Regions from separate parts of the Sus scrofa genome. Here region 1 is linked to region 2. The links are chromatin contacts, called in public Hi-C maps. All regions are on one chromosome and are shown on one strand. The core of a region is the stretch at or near the end of the contact, and the rest is flanking DNA. Distances in the headings are between cores, read along the strand shown. Region 1 overlaps TTC21B (tetratricopeptide repeat protein 21B). Region 2 overlaps CSRNP3 (cysteine/serine-rich nuclear protein 3).

Region 1 (3,129 bases), core at 448-2,947, 220 kb before region 2:
TAGTAAAGGTTATAACCCATTTCTATAAAGAATATTTTGTTAAAAGTCTAGGTAATTAAGTATCCTGTATCTTTTCTAAGGAATATTAGTTGTTTCAGGAAATGTATTTAAAACACTATTGTTCTCCGTTAAAAATTTTCTTAACATTCTCTGCTATTTTAAAGACTTGAGTAAACTTCCTGGTAATTATTTATGAAAAAGAAAATATATTTTTAATAAAGATTTTATAAATTTATGATTTGTATTCTTCTTGAAACTCAAAAGACACAGCAAAGTTTGCAAAATCAGGGTAAGCCCCCTATGCAGTCTGCAGTGCTAATAAGTATTATTACAGAAAATGTGACTTTCATAGAAAAATATAGTGTGTGTGTTTCCCTCTTTTTTTTTTTTTTAGGGCTGTATGCATGGCTTATGGAGGTTCCCAGGCTAGGGGTCAAATTGGAGCACTGTAACCACTGGCCTACACCACAGCCTCAGCAATGCCAGATCTGAGCCTCGTCTGCAACCTACACCACAGCTCACGGCAACGCCGGATCCCTAACCCACAGAGTGGGACCAGGGATCAAACCTGCGTCCTCATGGATGCCAGTCAGATTCGTTAACTGCTGAGCCATGATGGGAACTCGCCTCCCTTTTCTTTGTTGAACTGATTCCTCCTGCTCTCAATGCCAATGTGATCTTAAGAAATAATCAGTACCTGAAATTAGCTTAAATAGGTAAACCTTTAAAGCAAGATTTAACCTTAACCCAAAGACTGGGTCTTTTGGTGTAACTTCAGACATTGTAACATCTGGTGGTAACAATAAAGTACCAAAAAACCCTACAGACCCCACTGTTCCTTATGTCCTTCCCCACCCCTAGGTGAGCATTCCTACCCTTTTACACTGAACTAAACCTGACCTACATAAACTCAGTTCTTAGCATTATTTTAAACATGTTGTCTACATCTTTTTCAGTTGCCTTTAAAAATGCAATAAACAGTCTTCAATTTTAATTGCATCTTCAATAAACAGTATTTTTTAAAGTCATTTGCTTTTCCTTAAGAACTTCATGTTTATTTCTTTTGAGTTACAGTCTCTTGTTTCTGATCACTTCTCCGGTTTTCCAAAGTCCTTTTAAAATTCTGATTATGTTATAAAATTCTAATCATTCTTTTATTTATGAAATTTCAAGAAAATGCTAAATAGAGCAGTGTGTGTGTGTCTGTGTGTGTCTTTTTAGGGCTGCACCCATGGCATGCGGAGGTTTCCAGGCTAGGGGTCAAATTGGAGTTGTAGCCGCCAGCCTACACCACAGCTACAGCAACACAGGATCATCGGAGCTGCATCTGCGACCTATACAGCTCACGGCAACAGTGGATCCTTAACACACTAAGCAAGGCCAGCATCCTCATGGATGCTAATCAGATTCGTTTCCACTGAGCCACAATGGGAACTCCTAAATAGAGTGTTTATGAAGCATTTCATGTCTGTTAATACATTTTCACAAGTCTTACTACATTTTATCCTCACAACACTATAACATAGATATTATCCCTGCTTTACAGTTCTGGCACCATGACAATCTCTCTGTAATTCAGGGGGTGGGAGAGGAGGGGGGTGTCTTTTTCGACCTGAACTGACATTGTTAAGGACAGCATATAACAGAATACCCTCAGCAGTTTCAGTGAGCCTGCATCATGGAATGCTCGAGTCATGGAAATTAGAGAAAGTAGAACATCTGTTCTCCCAGCAAGATATTTCCAAATCAGTTTTCCTATCTGTAAAGTGAGGAGTTTGTTTTTGTTTCGTAAGCAGCCACTTATTCTACCATTTGTTAAATTCTATTCTAGGAACTTTCCTTGATAGATGGATGTCTTTTAGCTTTCACTCAACTCTCCAGAGAAATAACATTCTTTCAGATGGCAAGATGAGGTTCAAACTAAATGATTTGTCCAAGGTCACAGAAAATTTGTCAGAGCCTGGATTCCATACCAGCCTTTCCTATATGAAGATGCCTTCTACAATTAGACTGTAAGAAAAATTTTCTTACCTGCCTCTGGCTAGCAGATGAAACTGAGTGTTCTATCACAGAGATGGCTAGGTCATGAGGAAAAAGATGGAGTGAGTGGAATGAACACATCTTACAAATGTGGAAACTACCAAAAAGAAGTGTAAGTGTAAGAGGAGCAGTGTAGTATAGCAGTTGAGAGCAAGGATTAGAAGTCAGACCAACCCAGCTTTAAAGATTGGCCTTACTACTTACTAGATCTGAAATCTTTCTCGAGTTTCAAAGGTTCTCTGAGCCTCGGTTTTCTCATCCATAAAGAAGCATAATAGGAGTTCCCGTCGTGGCACAGTGGTTAACGAATCTGACTAGGAACCATGAGGTTGCGGGTTCGGTCCCTGCCCTTGCTCAGTGGGTTGACGATCCGGCATTGCCGTGAGCTGTGGTATAGGTCGCAGACACGGCTCGAATCCCGCGTTGCTGTGGCTCTGGCATAGGCCGGCTAGGTTCCCCTAGTCTGGGAACCTCCATATGCCGCGGGAGCAGCCCAAGAAATAGCAAAAAAAAAGAAGAAGAAGCGTAATAACCTTCCTCAGGTTGTTGTAAGAATTAAATAAGAGAATGTACATAAAACCTATTAATGAATCTGACTCACTTAGGCTCTTAATAGACAATAACTTTACTTATTTATTATAAGCTGAACGAGGTCAAGTAATTGCAACTGAGAAGAACCTTCACAGAAGAAAAGAGACAAAGCAGGCGAAGGTGAGATAGAGAGGACCAGTCAGTTCCCCTAGAAGCATGGCCATACAGGAGTTAGGATTCTGATTCATGCCTGCCTCTCTCCCTCTCCCTCCCTCCGTCTCTCTCCCTCCCCTCTCTTCCTCCCAGCAAACATTAATTTGCACTCTCTACATGCATGTATCTCATTAGACTTCTGCCCTTCCGTCCTCTAGTGGAATTCTCTCCCTATGCTCCTCTCCCTTATCCCCAATTCCTGTGTCCAAGCCTCCCTCTCTAGGCTTTTTCATTCAGGTATCAGTTTATCATCACCTCCTCAGAGACCACGCCCGCATCCAGGGTGTGCTCTCAAGTAGCTATGTCAGTCTGTATCATATCACCCTTAACTAAACTCTCTATTTA
Region 2 (2,949 bases), core at 382-2,881:
CAGCTGTAGCTCCAATTAGAACCCTACGCTGGAAACCTCCATGTGCCACTGGTATGGCCCTAAAAAGACAAAAAAAAAAAAAAAGAAAAAAAGAAAAAAAATTACACGTCTTCAATCTTTATACGTGATGTCTGTAAATTTCCTGTAATCATATTCTTATTCTTCTCCAGTTTGACACAGCTGTCAAAGTTGGCCCCTCTTGATCATGGTGTCACTCACACCGTTTCAAATCTTAACCACAAATAAGGAGTGAAAAATGGATCTAGCAACCAAGACATACAGGAGGAGTTCCACTGATATCCAAATTTGCTACCAAAAGCAATCTTTTCCTTGTTCTAATTGTTTCCTTTATTTCCTTAAGTCACATTCTCAAGTTTCTCAAATACATTTGCCCCAACTGTGTTGTTTGTTATTTTGCTCAAGTAAGGTATTTAAAGCAGTAGTAAATCATTCAAGTGGGAGCAACTCCAAAGAAATATCTGAGGGCTTAGTGAACAAGAGGCAAAATTAAAATGAAGACTAACTGGGAATATTTTCTTTCCAACCATGAACAAAATCCAAATTTCCTTAAGTATGTAATATCAAGTGATGGCCAAATCAATGATATGCTATTTTATACTCAGTTATGAACAGAATAACACATGCAAAAACAATCACAAGCGGAAGAAAGAGACTCTCCCAGACACTGGGGATGTTAGAGACAATAGTGTGGTATTCCCAATATTCTGGAATTGAAGTGCTTTGCATTTCTAAAAAGGCCATCAGAACTGAGACAGAGTCGGTGAATGTAAGAAAATGTCAGAACTCCTCAAATAACAAATCAGGGGCTTTTTTTCCCCTTTTACTACCACCCTTATTACTAAGAAAGTAGCATTCAAAAAGAAAAATCATGGTAGAGTAACTCCCACTTGAAATGATGCTCGAGATAAGAAGTCTAAGTTTGTATTTGGTTCCCTATGGTGTGAACGATAGCTCTAAACGCTCCTCAAACTGTAGCATGTGTCTCTCCAGCCCTAAATGCTACTCTTCTGCATCTCAAACTAACCAAACACCTTATGTACTAGTAAAGCAGCAAATAGACTGGGGAGTATAAAATATGATAAACATACATAAGAACCAGTTGTCATTCTGATGTCATTCCTCCTGTAGAGGAATAGGTTTATAATTCATAGACAAGATTGGGTGGGTTAACCATTTAGCCATAAGCATTTTCCATCCTAATAGTAAGTGAAAATACTTACAATGGATTATTCTCAAGACTAATAACGTCTTCTATGCAGTGTAAACTTTTGAAGGAAATAATTCAAGATGAAACCCTTTTGTTTAAATTACCAGTTTATAAAAACAAAACAAAATAAAAAAACCCTCTCACACAAGACTATGTGAAATAATAAATTTTCTGTCATGATACATACAAATACTGCATATACATTTAAGCACAAAAAATTAACGAGAATAGAAATAATACATAATAATATATAATAAAAGATGACTTGGGGGCCAGATGACTACAGCTTTGTTTTGGATTATAAACATGCATGTCACGTAGTCATCCGTTCAGTCTGTCACTGCGTCCACACAAGCAGGCGAGAGATCTGTATGGAGAGAACCAGCGCTCTGACAGCTACAGCCCAGGCCTCTCAGCACTTTGCAAGCCAAATTTGCATTACAGGGCTTGTTTAATAGAGTAATCATCGACTTGCAATTCTCAGCTTGAAAGGAAAAAGGCTTACTGCCCAGGATTTTGATGTAAATTCAGAAAGCTGCATATAAAAATTAAGTGTAAACTTTGACCTTCCAGCTTTGACATCATAAATCATTAATTAAGATGGTTAACTCACAAAAGTGGCCATTTTTCAGAACTAGCTATTTTACATGCACATACTTTTATTTATAAAAGATGTCCCCTACACTTTCCCCCTAATTCTTGTGAGTAATCTAAAAAAACAGGCAAGGGGTTATTTTGTTCTCATACTTGTTAGGACAAATGGAATAAATACTCTATTTTAAAGTTATAAACTTGAAACTTTAAAAAATGCAAGAGAAATAATTTTAAAAAAAAGTCTTCTCCTCTTCTATATATAATGTTAATATATCGTTGACTTAGCACTGACCCTCTCTCGCTTACAATTAAATGGATGTCCTGTTGAAAATACAGTGTGACTTGGAATGCCCTCTCCATCCACATCCAATGCAATTAATACTGGGATGGTTAATTTGTAAACTAAAGTAGATTCAGATTAAACCATAGATTAAAAGAGGACCACTGAGTGATCTACCAAGTTTCACTCTAATTTTTCCTTTTTCATCAATTCATCCATCAAATTTATAGTACCAGGCATCATGAATCTTGGCGTTCCAAGTCTACATTTGACATGCAGGCTTTTTTCTGGCTGTTGTTATAAGATAAATTGTGTGTTTCTATGATGTATCACTTAAATAAAGCTTATACATTAATATTCTTAAGGAAAATATTTGAAACACAATGTAATATTTAAGTGTTTTGCTAAATCTGGACTCTGCATTCTGTTCAGTTCTGTCCAAAACAGACTGGAAGTTGGAATTTTTTTTTCCTATTTCATATATTCAACTGACCATCTGACCTTATTCCTAGGGAGAACAATTTCACTCAATTTTGATGAAGGTTATCCCTTCTTTTCTCTGTTTACACTATGCATATTCTTTTAGATGACATTAAAATTTTTCAAGGAATCCAAGATTTCCATATTTACATATGGAACATACATTAATACTGAAGTATTTATTTATTTTCTCATTTTTAAAGAATGCTTCTTTATTATAAGCATATCATATTACAAATCAATTAGGGAAAATATTTCTCTATCCTGCACCTGGAAAATAACAGGTGGTTAGATAATGTCCTCAAGTCAAAATCTGAATTATAAATTTGCTGAAAATCCATTATACAGATTACATTAATGGGCATCT

What was found. Hi-C and Micro-C count contacts between places; a contact is called where the count stands out from the background.
Region 1: a Hi-C map of fetal skeletal muscle shows a contact between it and region 2, with 2.4 times the contacts expected there. The contact joins two enhancer-like sites. A contact is called at or near these places in 2 of 47 Hi-C or Micro-C datasets (embryonic fibroblasts and fetal skeletal muscle).

Annotation. Positions count from the first base shown.
Region 1 is chr15:72,427,944-72,431,072 of Sscrofa11.1, reverse strand. TTC21B (tetratricopeptide repeat protein 21B) reads left to right here. Exons shown (of 28, transcript XM_021074791.1): 28 at 1-823. Among named protein-coding and RNA genes, the nearest start is that of TTC21B, 83 kb to the left of the region's middle. Within about 2 kb of position 1,697, at least 2 of the 83 cell types and tissues checked have an H3K27ac peak or open chromatin away from gene starts, as enhancers often do. A contact at or near this core is called in fetal skeletal muscle, where this site is marked.
Region 2 is chr15:72,205,538-72,208,486 of Sscrofa11.1, reverse strand. All of the region lies in intron 6 of CSRNP3 (cysteine/serine-rich nuclear protein 3), which reads right to left. Among named protein-coding and RNA genes, the nearest start is that of GALNT3, 140 kb to the left of the region's middle. Within about 2 kb of position 1,631, at least 9 of the 83 cell types and tissues checked have an H3K27ac peak or open chromatin away from gene starts, as enhancers often do. A contact at or near this core is called in fetal skeletal muscle, where this site is marked.